Regions from separate parts of the Ctenopharyngodon idella genome. Here region 1 is linked to region 2. Evidence: chromatin contacts called from public Hi-C data. All regions are on one chromosome and are shown on one strand. Each heading gives the region's core, a stretch centred on a gene start, on an enhancer-like site or on the middle of the called end of the contact. The rest is flanking DNA. Distances are from core to core; before and after follow the strand shown. Region 1 holds the start of cgnl1 (cingulin-like 1). Region 2 holds the start of mtfmt (mitochondrial methionyl-tRNA formyltransferase).

Region 1 (3,562 bases), core at 409-2,908, 150 kb before region 2:
CTGTGATCGTCAGTGTAACCACGTGTCAATTAGCCTAATTCCAAAGAATTTCATTGACATGCAATGAGCAGCAGTATTGTGCCTCAGGAATAGCAAAAATATCACCCCACTACAGGCTTCACACCAGGCAACAGGCCATTATCAGTTTCCTCTGGACCCCACTGATAACATCCTTTCACCTCAAAGCCAACAAAAGATTGCATTGGTCATATTGATGTCTTTGTTGCAACAGCAAATGGTATGACCAAAGCATGCAGTGTATTACGGTGCATGCAACCTGTGAGATCCCCGAGGGCTTGACAATGAAGAAAACAAAGACGGCATTGGTTCATTTTCAATGGGCAAGTAAGGAATCCGTTCAGTGAAGAAAGAAGGCGACACTAGAAACTTCAGGTTGAAAGCATAAGATTGGAAGACCTAAAGTCTTGAGGCTAAAAAACTACTACAAAAGCACAAAATGAACATCATATTAAAGCAAGTCAAAAGAAAAAGTCCTTCTCATCGGCCGCCACACTCAAGAGAGCAGAAGGGACTCAAACTTTCCAGCCCCATAGAGGGGGATGAGAAAGAACAATAAGGGCGAGTTAAAAAGCGGCAAGCCCCCTTATCCATAAGGAACAGAGCTCTGGTGCTGAAAAAAAGAATATGACACAATAGCCTCTTTCAGCTCCTGTATCACATGAACTGTACTATGTGCAGAGGAACTCAATTGTGTTAATGTAGCTCCTTTCCTCTCATTGTGCCAACTGGAAATGTGTAGCTCTGACAGGGAAACTAACACAGGCTGTGCAAGCTCTTGCAGCATGGCCTCCACCTGCATTCCACCTCCAGGGAAACTCAAAACAGTTTCCTGGTGAAACGGTCTCTCACTACCAACTCGTAAACTTTGGCCCTGATCCAGACCAAAAACATGGCTACAGCTACAGTATCAACAACAAAAAAAAAAAAGTTCAACAAAGAGGTTTATGGATAATCATTCTCTAGATGACAAGAGCAACCACTATAACTCTGTCAGGAGGGATTCAGGAATACTCCGTCATCTTACAGTGAACTTTCCTTTGCTTTTACATACTGTACATCAGGCAGAGTGCATGGGTACTATTAGACTAGATTAGTTTCATATATTTTTATGTAGTTATTTACATAGTACTGATTATATTGAATAATGCAACAATTTATTTTTGGGGTTGCATTTATATGAACCATACAGCTTAAAACACGCACATGATTTAGCCAAAAGTTTGTTTTCCAATTGCTTTCTGTGCAATAATTAATGTTTTGCGAAATGAATACCAAACATCATCCCAACAGATGCTCCAAACACTAGGTGCAATTTTAATAATATAGCCTGTTTTCCCTATATAAGAACATTGCCTGTTTGGGTGCTTTTTAACTTTACTTTCAATGTTTAAGCTGACCTGTTACAATGTCGCCCAAATGCCCCTAGAAATTTCGCACACTTTTTTGTAATAAAAATGAATCCAAAAGAAGCACTTACCGCTGTCTGTCGTTTATCCCACAATATGCGTTTATTTGTTGATCAAGCTCTATAAAAAGCTATGACACAAAGAGAAAGCACCATCTCCTCTCAGCTGGTCAAAGTCACTTGTTGCACGTCTTGTTTTCAGACTAGTTTTACTTCAAACACACGGACTGTTGAAGAGCGTCAAGCCCCGCCCACATCCCCATCCCTCACTCCACCCACCCAAAGCAGCCTGATTCACGATCAGCTGATCTGCTCAACACCACTGCCGAACGGAGCTCATTTCGCATTTTAGCTGATCTCAAGACACAAAGGCGCAGCCAGAAACTGGGTGTAAACCTTTCAAGTACTTGTGCTTCCAGTATCGGTGAAATCAAGAGTTTTCATGTGATAATGAATTATAAGAGAGGACAGAGAGACTATGGGTCTTTTTCAAAATGGTGACACACCATTGATTCCCTAAGATTTTAAATACTGAAGAAACCTGAAAGGACATTCAATATCCTAACATTTAGATATATATAGGCTAGCCTAGACATAAATATTTTAAACGAATAGTTCAAAAACCTTTCATTCGTGCTAAAATCCACGTAACAGCTTTCACAGCAACCATAATCGTTATTTTGTGTTACAAAGCAGGGACTAAATCTTCTATCGGAAGGATGCGCGTCTTTAATATGAAATGGTTTGAATCTATTTTGTTTTGAACATTGCTTTATTCACTTGAATTTGTCAAGTGCCTGAAAAAGCCCCTGTTGACTTCATCTGGTGCACGCTACTTCTATGACATTTATTTATTGATTTATTTTTGTTTTCCCGGGTTAAGCATTAGAGCAAGGTACAACAAAAAGCAAAGCAAAACAAAATAATATGAAGCATAATAATAACTTGCTCATTTACTTGTGAAATTCAATAGGTTAAATAATAAAAACATGAACAAAACTTGAACCATCAACTTCTTTATGTTTAGCAATAATGTCAAGAAATACACTTACCATCTGCTTTTATGGGGGAATTCAAAGCAACATTTTTGACAATTAAAATGTGTGTTTACTGATGCTTTGGCAGAGCTAGAGAGAATCCCGTAATGGAAAGATGTACAAAACAGTAATATAAAATACACTCTCTGCGCGAACTGAACTGCTGTATTAGCTAGCATCACATACAGGTTAAATGATGGCCTGACAGCTCTTTAGACTGACAGCGCCATCTAGTGATAGAACACTGCATATGCCAAACATCCTACTGTGTGATTCATACAGTTGGACAACTGACAGAAAATAAATATATTAAGATAAAAAAAGGTGCCAGTAATGTTAATAAACTAACGATTATAATAGATCTACAGAATATCAAGTAAAATACAACAACGAATAACGTTGTAGGCTACAGACAACAAATAACTAGAGAGTAGGAAGATGCAGTGGCTAAAATAAAAGCTTTTCCAAAGTGTTCCTACTATATCTCTAAAGTTATTACAGCGAGTGAGAAAATCTGCCTCTGCTTCAACTTCCTAATATAATATGAGATAGGAAATAGGTCACCGACTAGAGGAGCATTACAGGGTGAAAACTTCTGGAACAATCATTTATCAACCATGTTTGTTTATTTATTAAGGTGCATAATTTTAGTGTCCGCAAAGGGATATCACCCAAAAATGAAAATTCTGTCTTCAATTGCTCATCCTCATGTCGTTTCCAAACAGTAAATTAGTAACAGAACTTAGTAACAGAACACATTGCATTTGTCCTTACAGACCAAGACGACTTGGATCTGTGCGAGTACTGATGACTCCACCCTTGGTTTGGGGTCTGTTTTCATTTTTATGTGGGTGCACTTGGTCTTAGCTGTGAGGACTGTGGATTTACCAGGAAACACAAAAGCAGCTCTATTTGAAAAAACCCAGCAGCTTGTTCAGCAGGGAGCGCTGTCTGTCCCAGTTTGGGAATCCGGAGGTCCTGATGTGAACAGAGATCCAGCGATGGAGGCGTTGCAGTATTTTCTACAAAAGACTTAGTACTTTCATTCATCTCGACGTCTTTACACATATTGTTGTTGTTATACTGAATGTTGTTATAC
Region 2 (3,418 bases), core at 516-3,015:
CTGTGTGAGTACAATATTTCTGTACTTATGTAATGTTTGTAAAGAAGCGCCCTCTAGATTGAAATTGAGTTGCAAAGGCAGCAATGTGAATGTTCTTCTATACATATGATTATTTTCAAGTCCTTCTGCCTGCAGTTTTGGTGTCCATTTGGACTCTACAGATGATCACACAAAACACACAGACATGAAACTAACGAACTTGGAGCTGATTCCCACATCTGCCTTTTCACGTGGTGGTTTTCACAGGACTAAGAGCAAGTTCAACAATTTCTCAGTATACTGTACTTAGGAATGATATTATGCGTCCTGATCATTTTTTTTAGATTGTGTTTCATGTATTGTTATATGTACTTGATCTGGATAGGACACTGCATTGAGAATCATTGATTGAGACTGAAAACATTGTAGAAATTCATTTGTCTTAATCGGTATTAAACTTTTATAACATTCACTACAGCTCTGCTATTAAATAGAGACTGTGATTCACAGTATTATCTCAGCCTTTCTACTGGAGACAATGTCTTGTTTTCTTATAAGGGCTTGATTTGGTGAAGAGCACCCTCTTGTGGATTCATGCTGTGTAGTTCAATAAACAATAGTGACGAGAAGAATCATTTATGCGAATCGGTTCTTTTGAAGTTCTTTTCAAAGAACCGGTTAAAAAGATTCAGTGATTCTTTTATCTCATGCGCTCTCTTCAAGGCATATTACAGGGATTTTCAAACCTTCGTTGTTCTTCGCTAGTATTGTACGTTTTCGGATCTCTCTTTAAACAGTTGATAAGTAGAGTAACGTTCCTCTGTGACCTGAGCTGGATGTTCAATAAGTGAAACAGAAAGATGTGCAGTGCTGGCTTGGGGAGGCTCCAGAAAGAGTTTGAAAACCCCAAAAGTTCCAAAATGTTCCCTTAACCACATGTAAGCACGTATTGCCGTTTATTATGTTTTTCTTTGTAGAGTAGCCTAGGTTCTAGAAATAAGAGTGTTTATTGTTATTTCATACTTTAGCTCAAAAATTATTTAAAACCTAAATGTGCAGTATTTAAGCAATTAGCCTACTGAAAGTTTTCTATTTCTCGCAAAAATGGTTTAACATTTGTAACTTTTCTGCTATTAGTCTATTAAAGTAGCCTTTATATAAAACTATTAAAGTCTCCATTAATGTTTTGTAGCTTTTATTACTTGTATTATGTTATAGGCCTACTAAAGCTTTTCTAAGTTAGTGTGCTCCAAAACAATAAAAGGCAAAATTCACGTTTAGAATATACATGCTTTCAGTATTTACAGCCTCTATTTACCACCAACACGGATAAACAATTTTGACGACATTCTGCACTTCTCATTCTCACCCAAACTTATTGTTTCAGTCAGGAATACAAATACGTCATAGCACCCCTCATCAAGCCTCTTGGGACTACTAATCTACATTATTATATGTCATTATAGAGCTCAGTATTTGGGACCCGCTGATACCGTCACCTCACTTATATTCGGTTATCGGTTGATAACGAGTTGGACTTCCATGCAAGTTGAGGTTCTATGAGTTTGGTTCGATTCAGTGCGATCGTTCAGACCGGATTTGTGAACCGATTCATCAAAAAGATCCGATTTAAAAACAAGAAACGCGCATCAAGAACAATAACAACTTTATAAACACAGTCTCTGTGTTTTTATTTTATTTTGAAGTACAAAAAATCGTTAGCTATGCACATGTTATAAAATATCATTCATAAGCGCATCATATATGTCTTTTATTTGAAAACTATAACGGAAATGACGTTCACGTCAACATGGCGACGCACACATGCGCCTATGTGTATATGTAGCGCTTTACAGTAACCTTGTAACTGTCATCTAGTGGTTTGCGAAAATGGATTAGCCACATGAACATAATTAGGACACGTTATTGTGAAAAATGTCAAGACTCTCGACTGAAGTTGTCATGAAATGTTAGAATGACTCCTATGACAACTGCGTGCTTATCTGTTAATAGAGGAGTGATGGTTTCGTATTTTGCTAGCTGTTAAAGATATTTTTGCCATTTATGAAAACTTATATCAGAGTATGTGGAGCCTAAGTTATTTAAAAGTCATAGATCGGGGACATTTGCTGTCTCAAGGACTTCGTAGCAACTGCATCACGCGTATTAGAAAAGGCTTGTTTCTATTAAGCAGAAACAAATCTTTTGCAACTCAAATACAATCTGCTTCAAAACCACCCTGGAGAGTATTGTTTTTTGGAAGTGATGATTTTGCACTGGAATCATTGAAACAGCTTCATGTATCCCGGTAATGATGTCCAGTTTTTTTATTGCATATATTTTTGTTAATAACCCTACTGCGTTATGTTATTAGTTTTCTTTTCATTTTTCTAGAGATGACACAAAAGCTGAAATCATAGATTCTCTTGAGGTCGTGACACTGTCCAGAGATACTCCAGTCAGAAAGTATGCAGAGCAGCACAGACTTCCACTTCACCATTGGCCAGATGTGGACTTAAGTGCACAGTTTGATGTTGGTGTGGTGGTGTCATTTGGTTGTTTAATCAAGGAGAACATCATCAACAAAATGCCACAGTAAGTAATGAGGGTTCAGGGAAAGAGCATGACTAAATAGAATGGTTGCATTGTCTGTAGTCATTGTGTGATGTTTTAACAGCATGGTCTCGGCTCATAATTTGTGTTTGCTTTTTTGTTTATTTATGTTAGTGGGATCCTGAATGTGCACCCTAGTCTGTTGCCACGCTGGCGGGGACCTGCTCCAGTCTTTCATACGATTTTACATGGTGACAGTGTCACAGGAGTGACTATCATGCAAATAAGACCTAAGAGGTAAAGGCCTTGTACAGTAATTGTTCATGGCAGGACCAATATGAAAGTTACATAAAGATGCTCAAAATTTCTGTATATATCCCCTTCAAAGTTTCAAGTCTTTTATTTTATGGCTTTCATTAAATCAGATTTGATGTGGGCCCTATTCTTCATCAAGAGCTGTATGAGATTCCAAAGAACTGCACTGCGGATGAGCTTGGAGCTACTTTGGCAGTTGTGGGTTCCAGAATGGTAATTTCCACCGATTAACATATTTTAGTTTCCATAATTAAAGGGATAGTTCACCCAAAAATGAAAATTTTGTCATCACTTACTCAGCCTGAAGTTGTTCCAAACGTGTATGAGTTTCTTTCTTCTGTTAAAAAACAAAAGATTTTTAAAATAACGTTGGTGATCGAACAGTTGATGGTAGCCATTGACTTTCATAGTAGGAAAAAATACTATTGATGTCAATGGCTAACGTCAACTGTTTGATTACCAACATTATGTAAAAAAAATCTTCTTTTGTTTTTTAACATAAGAAAGAAACTCATACACGTTTGGAACAGCATGAGGGTGAGTAAATGATGATAAAATTGTAATTTTTGGA

Evidence for each region. A called contact is a pair of places that touch in the nucleus more often than the background predicts.
Region 1: a Hi-C map of muscle shows a contact between it and region 2, with 4 times the contacts expected there. The contact joins the promoter of cgnl1 here to the promoter of mtfmt in region 2. A contact is called at or near these places in 2 of 2 Hi-C or Micro-C datasets (both in muscle).

What each region holds. Positions count from the first base shown.
Region 1 is chr7:19,651,446-19,655,007 of HZGC01, reverse strand. It overlaps cgnl1 (cingulin-like 1), which reads right to left and starts at 1,658. Exons shown (of 19, transcript XM_051901628.1): 1 at 1,499-1,658.
Region 2 is chr7:19,506,162-19,509,579 of HZGC01, reverse strand. mtfmt (mitochondrial methionyl-tRNA formyltransferase) reads left to right here and starts at 1,765. Exons shown (of 10, transcript XM_051900439.1): 1 at 1,765-2,287; 2 at 2,374-2,574; 3 at 2,707-2,829; 4 at 2,958-3,060. The coding sequence starts at 2,064. It overlaps znf280d (zinc finger protein 280D), which reads left to right. Exons shown (of 18, transcript XM_051900438.1): 18 at 1-499.